Linked DNA regions of Mus musculus: all the other regions are linked to region 1. The links are chromatin contacts, called in public Hi-C and promoter capture Hi-C maps. All regions are on one chromosome and are shown on one strand. The core of a region is the stretch at or near the end of the contact, and the rest is flanking DNA. Distances in the headings are between cores, read along the strand shown.

Region 1 (2,712 bases), core at 148-2,647:
TCTCATTTGCCCGACACATTCCACTGGGGAAGATAATAAACTGCTTAATAAGACACCTCACGCATAATATGGAACAGACGCTACTGAGAAAAACAGGACACTCGGGGAGAGATCAGGCTACAGGAAGCTAGACGACGTGGAAAGAAATGAGGCAGTGGTGTAACTCATCTAGTAGATTGCTCTCTTAGCACAAACCAAGCCCTGGGTTCTATCCCGAAAATGGCACAGAACTGGTGTGCCAGTGGCACATGCTTGTCATCCGAGGAGGCAGATTTAGGAAGACGGAGAGTTCAAGACCAGCCTGGTCATACATAGTAAGATTGAGGCCAGCTTGGGCCATACAAGAGTTGGAGTAGGGAGCATGACACAAAGACAGATGGACAAGCACAGCTCCCCCAGAGCCAGAATGAGGCTCAGAGGAAGAGTAGTTCCCTTCATAAGAGATCCTCCATCGAGTCGGTGATTCCCTGTGTCAAGGACTGAAGACTTCTGCATAGTTAAGTCTGTGCCTTTGAGCAACAGCCTCAACTTCACAGAACCTCAGATTCCCCACCTACGAAACGAGATCAACAACAGGGGGGTAGGTAAGAGTCCAGCCTAAATTAGATGCTCTACTTGGGAGGGTCTGACCCTGCACCCAACTCTCAAGTCCAGTTCCAGCAACTCTGGCTTAGAGGTACCACACACACACACACACACACACACACACATCCACATGACTTCCAAGGCCTTTGGATCCGCAGTCCTAGGGACTCAACCCTGCCCTGCAGTCCTAGGGACTCAACCCAGGGAGGCCCTCTGAGAGGGCAGCACTGGGAACTGGGACTCTGTAGAACCCTGTAAGGCAGAAAAGTTGCGAATGGGGAGGGAATGGTATATGTCCTGAAGGGGAACTCCAAGGGCCGGTAGGGCACGGGTAGCCTAGCCCTGGGATCCCCTGAGCCACGTCTTCCCAATAAGCCCCTTAAAGAGTAACCCGCGGGGTTCCTCTGATCGGCCAGGAGCGGGAACTGCAGAGTGGGAAAGGGAAACAGCCTGGATCCTTTGCTGGCCCCCTGGGCTGGACACTAGACACGAACTCTCCTCTGTCGACCCCCTGTACTGAGACTCTTGCCCGGGTTAATGCGTGGGCACTGCCCCGGGACCCTCCGCCTCCTACCCCCATGCTCACCTGCAGCCCACGTCCAGAGGAATCCCGCTCCTCGCCGGCTGCCGAGGCTGACAGCTGGTGGTCCCTGCAGACCTGAGAAGGCTACTACGTGTGAAGACCGGCGAGCTCTTCCGAGTGGGACGCCCTGGCTGTCCCACGATTCCCTCCGGGAGAACGTCCCTGGGGCCCCAGAGGAAAGGGAAGTGAGCCCGCCGTCCCCGTTGCTGCAATGGTTCGCCCCGGACTTCCTGATTGGCCCGTCGCTTCCGTTCGAACGGCGCGCCACCCGGGTTGCCAGGCAACATCAGGAGCCGCAGATGCAGCAGGGCGACTGCTGCCCGGAGCCCAGCTGGCCGCTTGGCCTTCCGGCTGCCCAGGCCTTGGCAGACCTTTCTTCTCTTCCAGCTGGACTTCCTCGGTCTCCAGCTGCAAGAGTTACTAGTCCCAAATTTGTTTGCTTGGTTTTGCACAGGCACTAGTACCAATATTTTTGGGGTTTTGAGGCAGGGCCTTCACACATAACTAGCCTAGCCCAGGCTGGCCACAACCTCCTTAGTACTAGGATTATAGGTCTATGCCATACCTAGCTTTCTCTCCCTTCACTTTTTTCTTTGGAGGCAGGGTCTCACCAAGTTGCCCAGGCTGACTCGGAATTCATGCGTTTTGCCCAAGTAGTCCTCACACTTGCTGCCTGACTTAAGTCTCCCCATGAGTTGGTACTAAGTGACCACCCCCCAAACTAGGCCCTACTTCCAACTCAGCAGCTACCTCTCTGTGTGTTTACCCACAATCCTCTCTCCCTCTCTGTTCCCCTAACCTGAAATGGCAAGTCAATCCTCAAACGGGCACACCCGTAGCTCCCACTGTGCTTATCAAAACCAGATCAATTATAGACGTCGATCCTGGGAAAGAAGCTGAATCGAGCTTTCTACATAATTCTTGTCAGGACTCATGACCCAGCTCTGAGGTACCTACCTTCAACGCCGCTTTCCAGCTGGGAATACCATGCATTAACTTACAACGATTAGATTAAACGACATTTAAGAACAATGGGAGAATGCTAAGGAAGTGTCATGTTTTAAGCATACTTCAAAACTCTCTGTACAGCATAGATAGATATTAAATACATAACCATACTATTTAAATAAACATAGCCTATTTACAATAACAAACAGCAACTAATTCCTTTACACTTAAAAGATAATACTTTTATTCATTCATTGAGAATTTAATACATAAACACAGTGTATTTTAGTCGTATTTACCGCACTCTCTCCCCTTAACTCCTCCTACACCCACCCTCTCTTCCTCCTGTTTTTGTTTTTTTAAAAGGCACCAAGTCTAATCTGCTGCAACCCTTTAAAAAACTGACTTTCCTTCCCCCAGAAACATTCAGCTATAACTAACTAGCTCCTCCAGTGGGGGCTCATAGCCTCTCCCCTCTCTGTACTGAAATGTTAACTGGCTTGATCATGTACAGACAACCACAGCTGCTGTGGTTTGCCGGCGCAGTGGCCCTGAAGTGCCCACAAGAGTCTGTTTTACTCTGGTCCTCTCTGACC
Region 2 (2,712 bases), core at 76-2,575, 450 kb before region 1:
GTTTTATGTGGTTATGTGTGCTCTCTGAAAGTATAAATTTAAAAAAAAAAAAAATCCAAGCCAGATTCTCTCCTTCCCTCTGTGTTGCCTCCTGGAGTGACCCCACCCACCACTTTCATCAAGTTTCATCCTTTCACTCAACATGTGTCACTATTGGCTGGCAGCCAAGCCAGCTACTCTGGTACCATAGTGTACCCAAGATCTAGGAGATGTGGAGTGCAAGGACAGATGTGGCCTAGCTGTGTAGGTGCATGAATGATGACACCCACAAATGGTCATTTGTGGCTAGGCAGTAATGTTGGTGAATCAGTGAACTAGGTCTGATGTGGGGAAAGGAGTTGGAGCATCATTCCATTGGGGTTGGGAACAGGTTCCCCAGCCCAAAAGTCTGGCTGATGTGTATGGAGCAGTGTTCCCAGCCTTGTGATTTCTACTCGGGTAACTTAGAGAGGAGGCCTGAGGTCCCAGGGAACCTGAAGGCAACTACTCACAAAGCTTTGAACTGACCCCTAACTGTGGGATCCAATGTTTGCACAGGGATGAGTGGGTGATAGCCTGAATTAAGAACAGCAGTCAATTCACAAACTCCACTGCTTGAACCTTCAACTAGGCAAGCTCTCATGATTGGGGTACTTGGAGCATCAAGGAATGTTCTTTAGACTGCCAGAGTGCAGTCTCTGGGAGAGACACAGGAAGGCTCAGTCTGGGGCTGGCAGGGATGAGCATTGCTGATGGAGTCCTTAGGATTTGTGGCTTCTGGCCCTCACTGAATCCTTGGCTGTGACCACACAAGAGCAGTGGCTCTTAATCTGTGGGTCATGATCCTCTTGGGGTCACATATCAGATATCCTGCAAATCAAATATTTACATTATGATTCATAATAGCAAAATTAGTTATGAAATAACAGAATCACTTTATGGTAGGGTGTTCACTCTGCGTGAGGAACTCTGTTAAAGAGTTGTGGTGTTAGAAAGCATGAGAATCTTTGCTCTAAAGTGTAGACAGCTGGGAATGGATGGGCTACAGGAAGGGGTGGGCAGGCTGCAAAGTTGGGCCAACAGGTTCCAAGTGAGGCCTCTTGGCCTTGTATCCCCTTTCCTGGCTGCAGTTACTCACCACAGGTACCAGCCTTCCAAAGCAGGTCCAAAAACTCTGTATCCAGGGTTGAATTCTGGCTCTAACATTGATGCACTGTGCAACCCTGAACAAGTGACCTTCCCTCTCTGAAGTTCAGCTTCGTCATCTGCCAAATAGGGTTGGTATTGTGTGGGTTTTCTTGGGGAGATATGAGGGAGGAAATGTCTAGTAACCCCAGATAAGGAACTGGCAAAAGACCAAAGAAACAATGCCACCCAAGTCTAGTGAACAAATGAGCTCGTTGGGGATACAGGAGCATGGGTGAGTCAAGGCAGCTGCGTCACTGGACAGCCCGCCAAGATTGAGTGACAAGACATGAAACCTGCATTCCTGGAGCTCCTGCATGACTTAGAGGAAGCTGGGCTGGCGGGAGGGAGGGTCTCCTCTCGAGGGAGTTGGGCAGCCCTAAGCTTCCCTCACACCCTCTGCCCAGGATGGTCCCTCTGCCTTTGGGCAGCGTTGGAGTGGGGATGGGCCCTTCACCAGGTTTTAGCACTGCCTGTGTCCATGCATGGCTTGCTCAGAACTACTCCCTCTCTGCTTCTCTGGGAATCCCACTAAAAATGCTCATAGAACAGTTCCCACCAGCAGGCAGAGCTAAATACCAAGAGGACACTTGAGGCTCAGAGACAGGAAGTAAGGTCTTAAGTCTCACAGCTGATCAGAGATAAGGAGGGAGCAGTGGCTACATCCAGACCCTTTGTTAGCTGACACCAGAAGGGCCTCCAGCCATAGTGCTCCTGGTGAAAGCCCAGCAGGCTGCAGCAGTCCTAGGGCTTCTGCTGAAAAGCAGGTTCAAGAGGCAAAGCTGAAGCACTGCACAGGAAGTGAAGCAGGTGTAAGAGCCCTTCCCCCAATCTACCTGCTGTCTCATAGTCCTACAGAGGGGGATGAAGGTCAGATACAAGGTCGTTGATGTAGGTTAGAGGGACAGGCATCCAGGCCCCAGACCTTGTTCTTTTAATAAGAATCAAAACCATATGCTGGGAGTAGTGGCATAGGCCACTAATTGAGGTACCCAGGAAGCATAGGTAGGCAGATCTCTGTGAGTTTGGAGCCAGTCTTGTCTACATAGTGAGTTCTAGGCTAGCTAGGACTACACAGTTAGACTCTCTCAAAAATAAAAAATCAAAATCATCATAAGAAAACAACTGGCCTTCATTGTGTAGGGTGTGCCAGCACTGCATTAGGAATGTTTGTTTGTTTGTTTGTTTGTTTGTTTGTTTTCTGAGACAGGGTTTCTCTGTGCAGCCCTGGCTGTCCTGGAACTCACTCTGTAGACTAGGCTGGCCTCAAACTCAGAAATCTGCCTGCCTCTGCTTCCCAAATGCTGGAATTAAAGGTGTGAGCCACCACTTCCCAGCAGGAATTTTTATAAACAATCCCTTCCTCCTTCCTTAGGTTTGTTTCCAGACTTCCTTGCAACTGGCCAAGCCTCAAACTCAGTCCCAAAGTTAAGGCCAGAGACACAGCAGAATCAGGATTTTTCTCCTACCCCTGGACCTACCCTAAACACTGAGAATGTGGGGCTCATCCACACCTGGCTAGGGCTGGGGCTTGCAAAGAGATCCCTC
Region 3 (2,712 bases), core at 87-2,586, 350 kb before region 1:
AGTCTCCAGAGTTATTGAAGCCACACTCAAGTGATATATTAAAATTGTACGGATCATCTAGCCCAGCCTCTGCACTGAACAGACAAGCAAACAGACACCCACACCCCAGAAAATAGTAAGATGGCTACTTGGAGCCAACCAGCAAGTTAAGGCCCAGAACCTCAGCCTATCTCACTTCCTTACACCCCTTGACTTGCAGAGACCAGCATTTTCTGGGAAACTCCTCCAGCCCACCCAAGTACCCCCAGGTGGGCAGAGAAGGCCAAGGCAACAAGCAGCATGTGACCAGCCTCGCCACCCCTGCAGCGTTGAAGCAAGGGAATGTGGGGAGTTTAGAGGCTGGCAGGTGTTGCAAGCCGTCTGGCTCCCTGCTAGGGAGTGGAAAGAGAAAACAACAGATACCCTGGAAGCTCCAGGGAGACTGAGGCAAATTTCTCACTCTAGGGATCATGGGAAATTCTGCCAGATCTACTGTAAGGCTCTGATGTTTATCAGTGGGCAAGATAGGAAGGCAGTCACAGGCACTTGACCTTGTGGTGGGTGTGCTGTGCGGTTCCAAAGAGAAGCTCACATGTTTGCAGAATGCCAGAAGAGAAAAACAAACAAGAAGGGCGAGGGGTTAGTTCCCTAAAACCCATCTACTAGATGTCAAAGACCTTGGGCGTCTTCCCTACTGAAAACAGCATCCTCTAATTAATTAGTAAATTTCACGCTAGGGAGAGGGGTGCTTACGAGGATGTGGGGGAATGGAGGGAGGCTAGGGATGAGTCACGTTAATCCCCTCCTCGCCTGGTACCTCTGCGGGATCGCGCCACCGCAAGCGGTCTCAAACTGACCCTGGCGGCCGCGGAGCCACGGAGGCCCCCTCCCGCTCCGCCGTGGCCTCCTCACCTGGGTCCACTCGCCCTCCGCAGTCCGGCCGGCTCGCACGACTCCCGCGCCGCTTGGCGCAGCGCCTCTGCAGTCGCTGCAGCAGCCGCCTGGCGGTGATCAGCAACCTGCGGCGGTGGGGAAGAGAGAGACAGAGGCGGGTGAGCGCCGGTGGCCGCAGCCCGCAAGCTCGGAGGACACGCTGCCCGCCGCGGGCTAGGGCAGCTCCTGTGCTTGGCCGGCGCCCCGCACCCCCGCAGTTGCACTCCTGGGTGCGGCGGGTGAGGCTGGGCGGTGGGCCCGGAGGTCCCCGGGGTCCTTGTCATCACCTGCGAAGGCTTCCATGGTTTGGGCTGCCCCCAGGAGGGCAGCCGGATTGCTCTCCCGAGCCCCAGCTGAAGGTGGCTAGCGGGTGCTTGCTGGGGCTGGGGCTGCGGGGAGGGAGAGGTGGAGGGCGGGGAAGGAGAGGTGGATGGAGGGGGATGAGCCAGTCGGCAGCTCGCCGGCAGCTGCGTAAGCCTCCCGTCTTCACTTTCCTTCTTAAAGAGATAGTTGGTTTCGCTCTGAGAGCCCTGGAGCCAAGACATCAACAAGCATGCATGGGGTCCTTTATTACCTCCAACTAGCTGTTGCTCAGAGGTGGGGGATGGGAAGGACTTCAAAGGGTATCTATCCCTTCAGCTTCTGGGCCTCAGTATCTCACCCCTTGGCACACATTAAGTAGTAGTATTATCTGGACGCCTTTAGAAACATTTTTGACCCCCTAAACCAATTTGTGAATGTCAGGAGTTATTTAATGCGAACAGCTCTTGCCTTAAAAAAAAAAAAAAAATCTTAAAATCCCGAAGGTATTTAAGAAATGTTATCCTTTGCAGTATTAAAACAGTAAGCTGGAAAGTTGGGCAATAAAAAGCGAATTAATCCTTATTGTGGGTTTGTCTCCTGCCTTTTACCTGACATCAAAGGGCTCAAGGGACCACAAAGTCCAGGAAGCTGGATTTCTAGCGCTCCCATTTCTGGCCGCCATAAGTTAACTTGCTGGCCTGGTTTCTTGCCTGCCCCACTGGGTGCAGTAGGAAGGGGCTCCCTTCTTGAAGCAGCCCTTTCTGGTCAGCTGGGCCTTTGCTCACTACCTTCTGGGAAGTTTTCACCTTGCTGTCTTGCTCTTATTCTAGCTCAACTCGCTGGTGTCCTCTCACATGACTTTGCCCGCCACTCATTTTGCTCTTTTGCTCTTAAATTCTTCCTTGCTGGGCCTCTACCCCCAGCTTTTATTTGCTAGTTCATGGGTTTGGAACAACCGAGACGTCCAGTTTGCTCCTTGGACTCCTCAAAGTCTCTGCTCAGACACTGCTATCTCAGGGAGGTCATCTGCCATTGTCAACTTGACTGAATTTACAGTCGACTCGGAAACATATGTTTGAATATGTCTGTGAGGGTGTTTGCAAAGAGATTTCCCTAAGGAAAGAAGAAAGGCCCACTTTGGACGTGAGCTAGGGCCCGGACTGGATAGGGTGAAAAGAGAAAACTCATTGCGTAGGAACATTCATCGCTTTGCTTCCTGACTGAGGACACAACGCGACCATAAGCTTTCTGCCATGTCTCCTCTGACATGATAAACTATATTTCCCTCAAACTACAGCCAAAATAGTCCTTCCCTTTTAAAGTTTCCTTCTGTCAGAGATTTGGTCAAGGTCCTGAGAAAAGTAATAGACCTTTTCCAGTCAACCTACAGAGCGCACCGACCTCCTCTTCCTTCAGTCGCTTGTTCTTGCTGTATGTACACATAAACGTGTGTTTGTGTGGGTGTAGGTGTGTACCCCGGAGCTTGTATGTGTGTGG

The links. Promoter capture Hi-C pulls out the DNA fragments that hold promoters and counts their contacts. A called contact is a pair of places that touch in the nucleus more often than the background predicts.
Region 2: a Hi-C map of regulatory T cells shows a contact between it and region 1, with 2.8 times the contacts expected there. The contact joins the enhancer-like site here to the promoter of Fam110a in region 1. A contact is called at or near these places in 2 of 39 promoter capture datasets (embryonic stem cells and trophoblast stem cells), 3 of 484 Hi-C or Micro-C datasets (Th1 cells, bone marrow-derived macrophages and regulatory T cells), 3 of 115 datasets of contacts at active chromatin or transcription factors (bone marrow-derived macrophages, extraembryonic endoderm stem cells and pancreatic cancer cells) and 1 of 9 other capture datasets (adipose tissue).
Region 3: a contact with region 1 is called in a promoter capture Hi-C map of embryonic stem cells. The contact joins the promoter of Snph here to the promoter of Fam110a in region 1. A contact is called at or near these places in 4 of 39 promoter capture datasets (cranial neural crest, embryonic stem cells, hippocampal neurons and 1 more).

The regions. Positions count from the first base shown.
Region 1 is chr2:151,978,822-151,981,533 of GRCm38.p6, forward strand. Fam110a (family with sequence similarity 110, member A) reads right to left here and starts at 1,398. Exons shown (of 2, transcript NM_146127.3): 1 at 1,172-1,398.
Region 2 is chr2:151,529,171-151,531,882 of GRCm38.p6, forward strand. No RefSeq gene overlaps it. Among named protein-coding and RNA genes, the nearest start is that of Gm14167, 12 kb to the right of the region's middle. Within about 2 kb of position 1,326, at least 88 of the 459 cell types and tissues checked have an H3K27ac peak or open chromatin away from gene starts, as enhancers often do. A contact at or near this core is called in Th1 cells, pancreatic cancer cells, regulatory T cells and 1 more, where this site is marked.
Region 3 is chr2:151,631,257-151,633,968 of GRCm38.p6, forward strand. It overlaps Snph (syntaphilin), which reads right to left and starts at 1,337. Exons shown (of 6, transcript NM_198214.3): 1 at 1,200-1,337; 2 at 892-998.